2 separate regions of the Capsicum annuum genome follow, and region 1 is linked to region 2. Evidence: chromatin contacts called from public Hi-C data. All regions are on one chromosome and are shown on one strand. Each heading gives the region's core, a stretch centred on a gene start, on an enhancer-like site or on the middle of the called end of the contact. The rest is flanking DNA. Distances are from core to core; before and after follow the strand shown. Region 1 holds the start of LOC107841246. Region 2 holds the start of LOC107842316 (60S ribosomal protein L11-1).

The links. Hi-C and Micro-C count contacts between places; a contact is called where the count stands out from the background.
Region 1: a contact with region 2 is called in a Hi-C map of leaf, with 2.0 times the contacts expected there. The contact joins the promoter of LOC107841246 here to the promoter of LOC107842316 in region 2. A contact is called at or near these places in 3 of 5 Hi-C or Micro-C datasets (leaf and placenta).

Annotation. Positions count from the first base shown.
Region 1 is chr9:193,608,362-193,614,062 of UCD10Xv1.1, forward strand. It overlaps LOC107841246, which reads left to right and starts at 1,728. Exons shown (of 2, transcript XM_016685218.2): 1 at 1,728-2,312; 2 at 2,431-3,120. The coding sequence starts at 1,728. The coding sequence ends at 3,120.
Region 2 is chr9:193,470,075-193,475,644 of UCD10Xv1.1, forward strand. It overlaps LOC107842316 (60S ribosomal protein L11-1), which reads right to left and starts at 3,927. Exons shown (of 5, transcript XM_016686082.2): 1 at 3,700-3,927; 2 at 3,409-3,516; 3 at 1,398-1,440; 4 at 317-512. The coding sequence starts at 3,702.

The DNA.
Region 1 (5,701 bases), core at 478-2,977, 140 kb after region 2:
CTTTCAATCCAATCAATTAGAAGTATAATGCTCTTAAATTAGGATCTAACACTTATGCCTCTTTATTTTTCATGACAAAATTGATGATCTCATGAACAGAGTGTCAATTACACAGGGCAAATTTATTACAGAAACGATGGAACATCATTACGGGGCGGGTAAACTTTAAAGGAGCTATTACAAAAAATAGATGGGACCAGAAGAAGGTTGCAGGTGGAGAGGATCCCATGAAGGCAGGAAAATATCTCAACCACAGGAGAAAAACTCTGCTTCGGAGATGCCTGGTTGGTAGATTCACCGGTGGAGAAAAAGCTCCAACTCGCAATGACGTTAGAAGGTGGGCAACTCAGACTTGGAAAGGAGTCCCAAACATTCAGGTCTATGACATGGATGAATTCAATTTTTTGTTCGAGTTCCAAACAAGTTGAGCAGCTGAACACATTCTGATGGGAGAATGGAAGATGCACAACCAGAACCTTGAGCTAGATTGGTGGAATCCAACAAAAATAGGCTTTCTAAACACTACGAGATTTGATTGGTACTGGATCAGGGTTTTGGGTCTTTCTCTGCAACTATGGAATTCTGATACTATGAAAAAGATTGGTGATGAATGTGGAGGGTGGCTGGAGAATAAAGAAGAGACTGAGCTCAGAAACCACTTGAGATGGGCCAGAATCAGAGTAAAAGGACCGAGGGAAAAAATCCTGTCCTCCATTGAAGTCGATGATGAAAATCTGACCTTTTCTCTGCCGATATAGTGTGAGGAACCAGCAACTTATCGAAAAAGATCACCGGAGAAGAGGAACGACGATGACAGGTTAAAAGAAAAGAAGTCAAATCCTAGCACAGCTATGCCTATGGAGGCTTTTCAGAACAGAGGAATGGAGTTTACAGAAGAGAGTATATCGAAATACGAGATAAACAAAAAAAGGGAAAGGTGGATTGACCAGGGGCATATGCTTTCTGTGGGGTCCTACTTAGGAGAGAGGGAGTTGTGTGTAGGAGGACCTAGTTGTGGACAGCTGGAAAGAGAGATGAGCAGAGAGAAAGAAATTCAAAATCAGGGTTTTTGTGGTGGGCCAAGAAAACACTCTTCATTTAATTTGAAAGGCAATTCAAGCCCAATTGATTCAGGCCCAAAACAAAAGAAGCAGCCCTTTACAGAGCCTTTTACGGAGTTCATTAATAGAACAAATACAGAGGCATGCAAGAGTGTGTATTTTGTTTATTTCAAAGGGGGGGACAAACTCAATATAGAAGCAGCAGGGAGAAGGAAAAAAGAGAAGAACATGCATCTGAATCAAAAGCAATTAGACATACATGTTCACAAAAAAGGGGAATCATCAATGAAGAACAATGAAGGACAAAGAATTGAAGAGGAGGTGGTGGATTTTTCGGAATCTCTTCTGGTAATGTATGCAGAATCGGAACCTTTATAGGTTATCAACAGTGCACAAGAGGAGGATCTTGCTACAAATTAGGTTCAAACAAATATGATCAAACTTGGACAACTGTTTGGAGTAGATTTTAAAGAGTGAAAATGAAGCCTATACGATGTTAAACAAGATGGATCAAAGGAGGAACTAGGAGAAAGGACAAGGGGAGAGTTTACAGGACTCGAGCTCTAAAAATATAGTTCCAAAAGAGGTGAGGAATCTGTTTTTTGACATGAACTTCAAAGATGGGGAACCAAGATCTAGTGGGAGAATGCTAGCTTTAACAAATCAATGAAAGTAAAGCTAGTATCATGGAATGTGAGGGGGTTAAATGGGGTTGAAAAAAGGGACATGGTCAAGCTAGTATCATGGAATGTGAGGGGGTTAAATGGGGTTGAAAAAAGGGACATGGTCAGGAAATTACTACGTCAATGGGATGCGGATATTTATGTTCTAGTTGAAATAAAGCTAGAAGGTCTTGTAGATGGTATGCTACGGAGTATATGGAGTAATAGATGGGTGGGTGAATTTCATAAAATGGCTGTAGGGAGCAGTGGCGGAATCTTAGTTCTATGGGATAAAAGGGTGTGGATAGGAGAAATGATGGAGATTGGTGTTCAAAGTGTTACTGGGAAATTCACTGGGGTAAATGATGATTTTAGCTTTTCCATCACTGCAGCAGTCTATGCAAATTGCAATAGAAGAATCAGGAAGACGTTGTGGGAGGAGTTGGTAACTATCAGAAGTAGATATAGTGGGCCATGGATAGTGTGCGGTGACTTTAATGTTACCAGATTCCCCTCTGAAAGAACAAATTGTACGAGACTGAATGGTGCTATGACAGAGTTTTCTTCATGTATCGAGGAACAGGAGCTGGTTGATCCCCCTTTATTTGGAGGATCATATACCTGGAGGGGAGGAGAGAAAAACAAAACTGCCTAAAGGATCGATAGATTCCTACATTGTACACAATGGGGGGAAAGTTTTTTTACAGATCAGGCAAAATGTGCTACCAAGACTAACTTTCTATCACAACCCCATTGCCTTGACATGTGGGGACTGGGAGTGGAAGAAAACCTACTTTAAATTTGAAACATGGTGGCTGGAAGTGGAAGGATTCAAAGACAAAGTAAAAGACTGGTGGAACTCCTTCAATGTTGAAGGAAGAGCAGGCTTCATACTAGCTGAAAAGTTGAAGTTACTAAAGGCTGAATTGAAAAAGTGGAGTAGGGACAACAAAGGTAACTGGAAGCAAAGAAAAGAGGACATTTTGAACCAGATTACAAACCTGGAAAACATCCAGGAATGCAGAATCCTCACTGATGATGAAGTTCTACAAAAGACCAATTTGGCGATGGAGTTTGAAGAGATAGTAAAAAATGAGGAGATAGCTTGGAAGCAAAGGTCAAGGATACAATGGTTGAAAAGTGGTGATAAGAACACAAAGTTCTTTCGTAGAATTGCAACTTCATACAAGAGGTTCAATTCTATGGAACAACTTCAATTGGAAGGAGTCATGGTAAAAGATCCAGTTATAATCAAGGAGGCAATGCATGATTTCTACATGAATCTATTCAAAGAGTCTGAACAATGGAGACCTGATCTTAACATACCGGATGTTACTACAATTTCTAAGGAGGAATGGACTTGGTTGCAAAGACCTTTTGAAGAGGAAGAAATTTAAGAAGGGATTAGAATGTGTGCAATGGAGAAGGCACCTGACCTTTCAGACTTTTTGGGAGATACTGAAGGAAGATATAATCAACACTCTGTCTGATTTCTACTACAATCAAGACTTTTGAAAAGAATTTCAATGCAACTTTCATAGCTCTAATCCCTAAAAAGATGGGAGCTTCGGAGTTGACGGATTACAGACTAATCAGCCTAATAGGAGTGGTGTACAAGATCATAGCTAAGTTGCTGGCAGAAAGGCTTAAGAAGGTGGTGAGCAAGCTGGTTAATAAAAATCAAATGACCTTTATAAAAGGAAGACAAATCATGGATGCTGCACTCATAGCCAGTGAATGTATAGATTTAAGGATGAAAAGTGGAGATCCAGGGCTACTATGCAAATTGGACATCCAGAAAGCTTATGACCATGCAAATTGGTTTTTCATTCTCAACATCTCGAAACAAATGGGTTTTGGTAGCAAATAGTTGAAATGGATATAAGTTTGTATAAAGACGGTGAGATTTTCAGTTTTAGTTAATAGTGAACTAGTTGGATTCTTTCCATCGGAAAGAGGATTGAGACAAGGGGATCCTCTATCCCCCTTTCTCTTTATTTTGGCAATGGAAGGATTTGATAGCATGATGAGAATAGCTACACGACAGAGATGGATTAGAGGCTTTCTTACAAGGGACACGCTAGGAGCGAGAAAAGAGACCAGTCACTTACTGTATGCAGATGATACCATTATCATGTGTGAGCCAGAGACGGAGCAATTGAATTATATCAGGCTGATCTTGATCCTTTTTGAAGCAGTATCAAGTCTAAGGGTAAATTGGGGAAAAAGTAGTTTGATTCCTGTCAAAGATGTACCTCAGATTCATGAATTGGCTAAGGTCCTGGGATGCAAAATTGAGGGATTGCTAACCACGTATTTGGGTATTCCCTTAGGAAGCAAACACAAAGCATTGGAGATATAGGATGGGATCCCGGAGAAAGCAAAAAAGAAACTGACTAGGTGGAAATCACAATATCTCTCTCTGGGGGGAAGAATGGTTTTGATTAATTCTGTCTTGGACTCCTCCCTACTTATGTGATGTCCTTATTCCTTATTCCTTCAAAAATGGTCAAAAAACTAGATAGACTTCGAAGGAACTTTCTCTGGGAAGGAGGCAAAGAAAGGAAGGGTTATCACTTAGTGAAATGGAATAGTGTCATGTTGAGCAAAGATAGAGGAGGCTTGGGCATCAGAAACCTAAGTATTCAAAATAAAATTCTTCTAATGAAGTGGCTGTAGAGGTGCATCAGTGAAGAGGGAACCCTTTGGAAGGAGGTGATAGTAGCAAAATATAGTGAGTTGAACCCCTGGTGCACAGAGGCGGTCACATTACCATATAGATGGGGAGTTTGGAGAACTATTAGAAATTTGTGGAGTTGCATGGAAGAAAATGTGATTCTCAAAGTGGGAAATGGCAACAAGTTCAAGTTTTGGAAAGATGGTTGGATTGATCAAAATCCTTTGAGTGAGTTATTCCGGATCTCTTCTCAATTAAACACCAATCCAGAAAGTAGGGTCATCGAATGTTGGTCTATACATGGTGGAATCTCTCTTTCGGAAGGCTAAGCAAGGACTGGGAAGTAGATAGGGTGGCTCTCCTACTGGAAAACTGGAAGGAACTAAACTAGACACAAATGTACCAGACAAGATCATTTGGAAACACAACAAGGATGGAAAGTTCACAGTTAATAGTGCATACAAACAAGGGATACAAGGGGACCTGGAAATAATAACCATCAATGGAAGACCATATGGAGAGGCTTGATTCCTACAAAGGTGAAGTGTTTCACGTGGCTAGTGATCAAAAGAGCATGTCTTACCCTAGAAATCCTTCAGAAGAAAGGAAAGACGCTAGTCCCTAGATGCTTTCTATGCAACCTGACAGGGGAGACTAATAGTCACTTATTTATGCATTGCAAGTATACAACTCAACTCTGGGAACTCTTTCTTAACATCAACAGTTACAGTTGGTTCATGCCTGAACACACAGCTGACTTATATAGTTGCTGGATCAGAAAGGGGGGGGGGGGGGGGGAAAAACCCAGAAGAGGGGGTTGAAGCTGATTCCATGATGCATATGGTGGTCTATATGGATAGAAAGAAATGAGAGATGTTTTGAAGATAAATCCAATTCCATTCAAAAAGTAAAATGGAATTGTTTAGTATCTTTACTTTTTTGGTGTAAACAATTGTGTATAGTGGATGTAGATGAGATTGTAGATCTAATAGGAAGTCTATAATTTTGATTAAGGTTATGTAATTTCTGAAGGTGGCCAGCATATCCTAATGCTGAGGAATACCAATTTACCAATGTTCAAAAAAAAATAAAAATAAAAATGGAATTTTTCATCATACTTCTTGTCCCCATACACCTCAACAAAATGGTGTTGTTGAAAGTAAACTTAGATATTGTTGAAAACCTTTAGGGTTTTGTTATTCCAATCTAGAGTTCCTTTTAAATTCTGGGGGAATGTTTACCTGTAATCGTATACCTTTACAATGGGTTTCCCTCTACTCTTTTTTACAGCAAAACTTCAT
Region 2 (5,570 bases), core at 2,677-5,176:
AACACAAAGGCATAGTATGTCAATGAATTTAAGGGCACAAAATTTCGACAAAATTAACACGGCCGGCTGATACAACCTCCTAGCCTCATATAGTAAGACAGGATCAGATATAAATATTCACTGAAACATAACTATTCCCTACAAACTCGTGAAAGAAGCAACTACACTCCAAGAAGATGATCAACCAGAAAATTTATAAACTCGCACATCCGTGATTATTTTGGCATAATGAATACTAACAGCACTCATAAACTAAATATGTCGAATGTAAAACTAGTCTAAATAATGAATTACAGCCAGATCTCAACATGCTTACTTAATTCCAAGATCAATGTGCTCTTGAATACCAAATCCAAAGCAGCCAGTTTCGCTGAAGTTCCTTCTCAACAACTCATACTCCTTGACCTTCAATCCACTCTCAAGGAGCTGCATAGCTTTTTCCCCTCTGACAGTGACGTAGCAGGCAATCTTTTCATTACGTCTGATTCCGAAGGACCGCACAGTATACCTTGCTGTTAATGGGAATAAAGAAAGCACATGAAAACATGAAACAGCAACCAGCGCAAAAATTTATAATGTTTAGTCTTATAGATAAACACCAAATAATACATATCATGGAGAATTGCACTAAACCTGAGTATGGAGTACCCATATCAATGTAATACAAATGAGGAACAACATGCGTAACTTGTGATATCAAGTAAACAAGTTCAAATTATATCAAATTGCTACATGATCTTGACCAACTAAGAGCACTAATAAGTGCATACCAACTCCACATTAATTAGAAACTGTCTTTTCTTGTATTTGCTAGTTGCTTAACCCCTTGGTTCGTCACAATACTAATATAACCTCATCATAGTAAACCATGTGTCTTTCTTTAATGTGTGATAATGCAAATGAGGAACAATATACTTGATCATAAGAGACGCCAAGTTAGCAAGTTCCAATTACTTCAAATTGTACCACCAAAGAGCACTAATACGTGCATAACCACTTTAAGAAAAATGAATCCAAGTTAATTAGAAAGTGTCGTTTTTGCTAGTTCTTAACACTTTAGCTTTTCATAATAAGAGAATTTGAACAATACATTTAGAGACGAAACGGCGGGATTAAAACCTTACAAACCTCACATTCCTACAGTAACTGATTTACAAATTAAACCCAAACTTCAACAGATCACCAGTTAAGCAACAACATTAACTAATCAACACATATGAAACAGCTCAAGAACCATTTGCAAGATTCCTTCATATATAAGAAAATATTCATTCTTTGACAGACATATAGCTCAAACAACGGTGTTCGATAAAATGTGCCTGAGAAATTGAAAAACAGTCATAACATGCACAATCAGATAAAGGTAAACAAAGTGCAGATGAGATTGAAAATCGCACCTTTAGAGAAAACAGGGCTTTGGCCACTAAGTTGCTCCAGGACCTACAAGTACCAAAAGTACATTCAATCAACCATCTACGCCTCGATTCCCAACCAATCCAAATCCATTATGCAAAAATGTGTATCCATTCAGCTCTATTCGGGTCCATTTCATTCTAATACTAGTAAAATAATTTGTACCGAAACAAGGTATGCATAAACTCTATCCTCTCCAGACTCTACTTTGAGTGGGATTATACAGGGAATGTTACGGTTGCACTAGTAAAATCATTGATATTTTCTATGAAAATTTTTTATAAGCCTCGATCCCAAACTAAACGAAATAATTTATATAAAACATGTGTATCCAAACTAATCCTACGTTATTTGGTCTCGAGCCGAGGTCTATCGGAAACTACCTCTCTACCTTACCTCATTGAGGCAGAGGTATGGACTGCATACATTCTAATTCTATCATCCCCAGACCCCACACTATGTGGGAATATATTGGGTATGTTGTTGTTGTTGTATCCATTCAGCTCTATTTGGGTTCATTTCATTCTAATACTAAGTAAAATAATTTGTATCGCAAACCAACTCTCTACCTCTAAGTTAGGAGTAAGACCCGTGTACACTCTATCCTCCCCAAATTCCACTTGGGGGACTAGGGACTATACTGGTAAAATCAATTGTGTTTTTTACGAAATTTGTTAAAAGCCTCGATCCCAAACTAATCCAAATACTTTATACAAAACATGTATATCCGTCCAGCTCTATTCAGGTCCATTTCATTCTAATACTAGTAAAATAATTTATATCGCAAACACTCTACCTCTACGGGAAGGTCCATTTCATTCTAATACTAGTAAAATAAAAGCCTCGACCAAAACCAATCCAAATCCTTTACATAAAACATAAATAAAGGTTCATTTAATTCTAATATTAGTAAAATAATTCGTATTGGAAACACTCTCTACCTAAGGTAAGGGAATCAAAGTCTGCAGACACTCCATACTCTCCAGACTCCATTTTATGGGACTATAATGGTTATGTTACATGTTTCACTATTAAAATCATTTGTAATTTTCACAAAAAAGTTTTACCGCAATCCTAAACTAATTCAAATCCATTGTATAAAACATGTTTATCATTCAACTCTATTGACGTTCATTTCATTATAATACAAGTAAAATATTTTTTATTGGAAACAGTCTCTCTACCTCTAAGGTACACGGGCAGGGGCGGATCTATTAAGAGAGTTGAGGGTGCCACGCCACCCGTAAATTTCGATGGAAACTCTCTCTCTATATATAAATGGATATAGTCAAATAATTAACATGCCACCCACAAGATTGAAGTGCCATTTGGTTCGAGTGACAAAGTGTCACATTAGCTCCCCCTAGGTTGTGGGTTCGACCTTTGCTGGCAACCTTACTTTTTCCCTTAATTTTAGGCTGAAGTGAAGCCACAAATAACTACTACTAGTTGGCAACTTCTTTTTTATATGTGTATTAATAGTAATTATATTGAATTTTTCTTTTATTTTTCAAATATTAATAGTTAATATTTGTATTAAAAAGTGCATAATTTTATTCTCTCTCCTCAAATAAGAAAAAAAAATCATTACTCTCAAATCCCAATTCCCAAATCATCATAGCTCTCTGCTTTTTGGTCTTTGTTGCTGCTACCGCCGGAGTTTTTGGCATCACCGACAAAGGTCACGGCCTCAGCCTCACCGGCCACCTCTCTCCGCATCCATTGTTAAGTTTACTTGGCACCCGGAAAGTTCGGATCCTGGATCCGCCTCTGTACACGGGTTAAAGTACGGGCACATTCTATCCTCCCAAGACTCCACTTTGTGGGACTATACTGGGTATTGTTATTTTTTTTTTTCCGAAAAATTGTTAAAAGCCTCGATCCCAAACTAATCCAAATAATGTATATAAACATGTACATTCAACTGTATCCAGGTCCATTCCATTCTAATATTAGTAAAACAATCCGTATTTTAAAGACAAAATTATAAGTCACCTTAGCAGCTCTGGTGAGACGATCTCCACTTTCACCAACGGAAATGTTGAGAACAAGTTTCTGGACTTTGATATCCCTCATTGGATTGTTCAATTTATTCTCTGAAGCCTGTAAAGAAAATCCAATAGCAAACGTACATTACATTACAAAGGGTAGCAGGGATAATTAGTTGAGGTACTTGTAAACTGAATGGAACACCACGGTTATCAAAACTAAAAAGTACATTAGAGACAAAATACACAAATGTTAAAAAGCAATAATATTCATGGAAAATGGAAAGGAAATAGTTACCATGGCGCTTTGTTGCAGCTGCAGGGGAAGGGGGTAAACAGAGAAAGAGTGAGAGAAACCCTAGTTCGATCCAAGTATATATATATATGTGTTGAACCTGGGGGTATTTTCGGAATGAGATTAAGTTTATGACTACTTTTGATTGCATTTATGTTATACACTATGCCTTATTACATGAACCTTTTCTTCTTCTTTTGAAATTTGGGGGTCTTATAGAAATGATATCACACTTAAGTTTGCCTAAAATGTGATATTTGTAATACTATTAACTAGCCGTTTGACCTTACCAAAAAATTAAAAAAAAGAAAAATATTAACCGTTTGACCATGAGTACTTTTTTATTTGTTTTTCATAAAATTATTTTATTTTAGTAAAAAAATAAAAATTATATTGTTTGACCATGAAATTTTTAAATATAATTTGAAATTATATTTTGAAAAAGTGAAAACAAGAAAAACTTATTTTCACTTTTTTCACTCCTACTTCTCTCACAAAATTTTAAAAATAACTTTAATTTATATTCATAATCAAACACAACTCCAACTCCAATTTTAATTCCAACTCTATTTTCAACTCTAAAAAATTACGTTTTTCATGCTCAAACAAAAAAAAATTATTAAAAATGTATTTACATCATAGTGAATATCTATCAAGATCTACTTTGATATCTATTAGGATTTGAAACATCCGTCTTTTACTCAGACTATGAGTAAATTTTTTCTATAAATAGAGGGGTTTTGTTCATTGTATTGACAATCTTATGATCTCTCTCAAGAAAATAAATAAGAATCACTTCTCTCTATTCTCTCTACTCTTCTTCTTATTCTTTATTATTTTATAACACGTTATCAGCACGAGACTCTGCCAAATAAGTTGAGATTATAAATCTGAAGGATTTCAAGGTCAGTAATTCTTTATGTTATCTTTCTTTTGCTACTATTAATATAATTATTATTGAATTTGAGGAAAAATAATTGGTTTGAAACCATTTATATTTTAAACTTATTCCCCAAAAATAATTTTATCAAAAAGGATGATAATATGTTGGGTTCAAGTCCCATCGATTCATGCATAAGACGTTTTTATATGAATAAGATGTTGAGTTTGAATCTCAATACACCATATTGATGATATTATGATGGCTAAGGCAAAATAATGGGTGTTTAATGAAAAGTCATGAAATTCGACCCATTAAATATGCTTCATTCCATGAAGTGAATGTGGTAGCAATGTATGATAAGTCTAAAATATAACAACTTACTTCATTCTTGAGGTGTATTTAGTAGCAGTGTATGATATGTCTAAACGAAGAAAAGTGATTAAATGCACGAATATACGCGTGGAGGGACAATATGATAATGATCATCAAAAGTAACGATGTTTTCACACGCTTATATGATTATAAGATATACTAGAGAAGAATTTTCTACATCATACGTATGCCTCGATTTGCTTCTGAGGTAGCAAAATCTTGAAAGAGGTTATAAGCTATCATAATTTGATAGGCTTAAGGCACGATTATATTCTTGGGGAATGAGAAACTTATTAATGCAAACGTGCACTTGATTGTGATTGTATCACAACTCACCTCCGAAAGAGGTTGAATAATTTTGAAATCTACTTCTGAAATAGTAAATCTGAAAATTATTCATATAATAGTAAATCTGAAATTTACTAAAGCAAAAACACATATCATGGTAAACTTGGAGTTTACTAAATTAAAAGTTCATAAGTTGACATGAACGATTGTGATATCCTGAAGATGTGCATATTGAGTATTGAACATATATTGAAGAATTAGAAAATTCTTCATGAACTTTAATGTTGCTTGTTCTCATGGTAAGTTGGTTAGACCAACTAATTTTGGGATT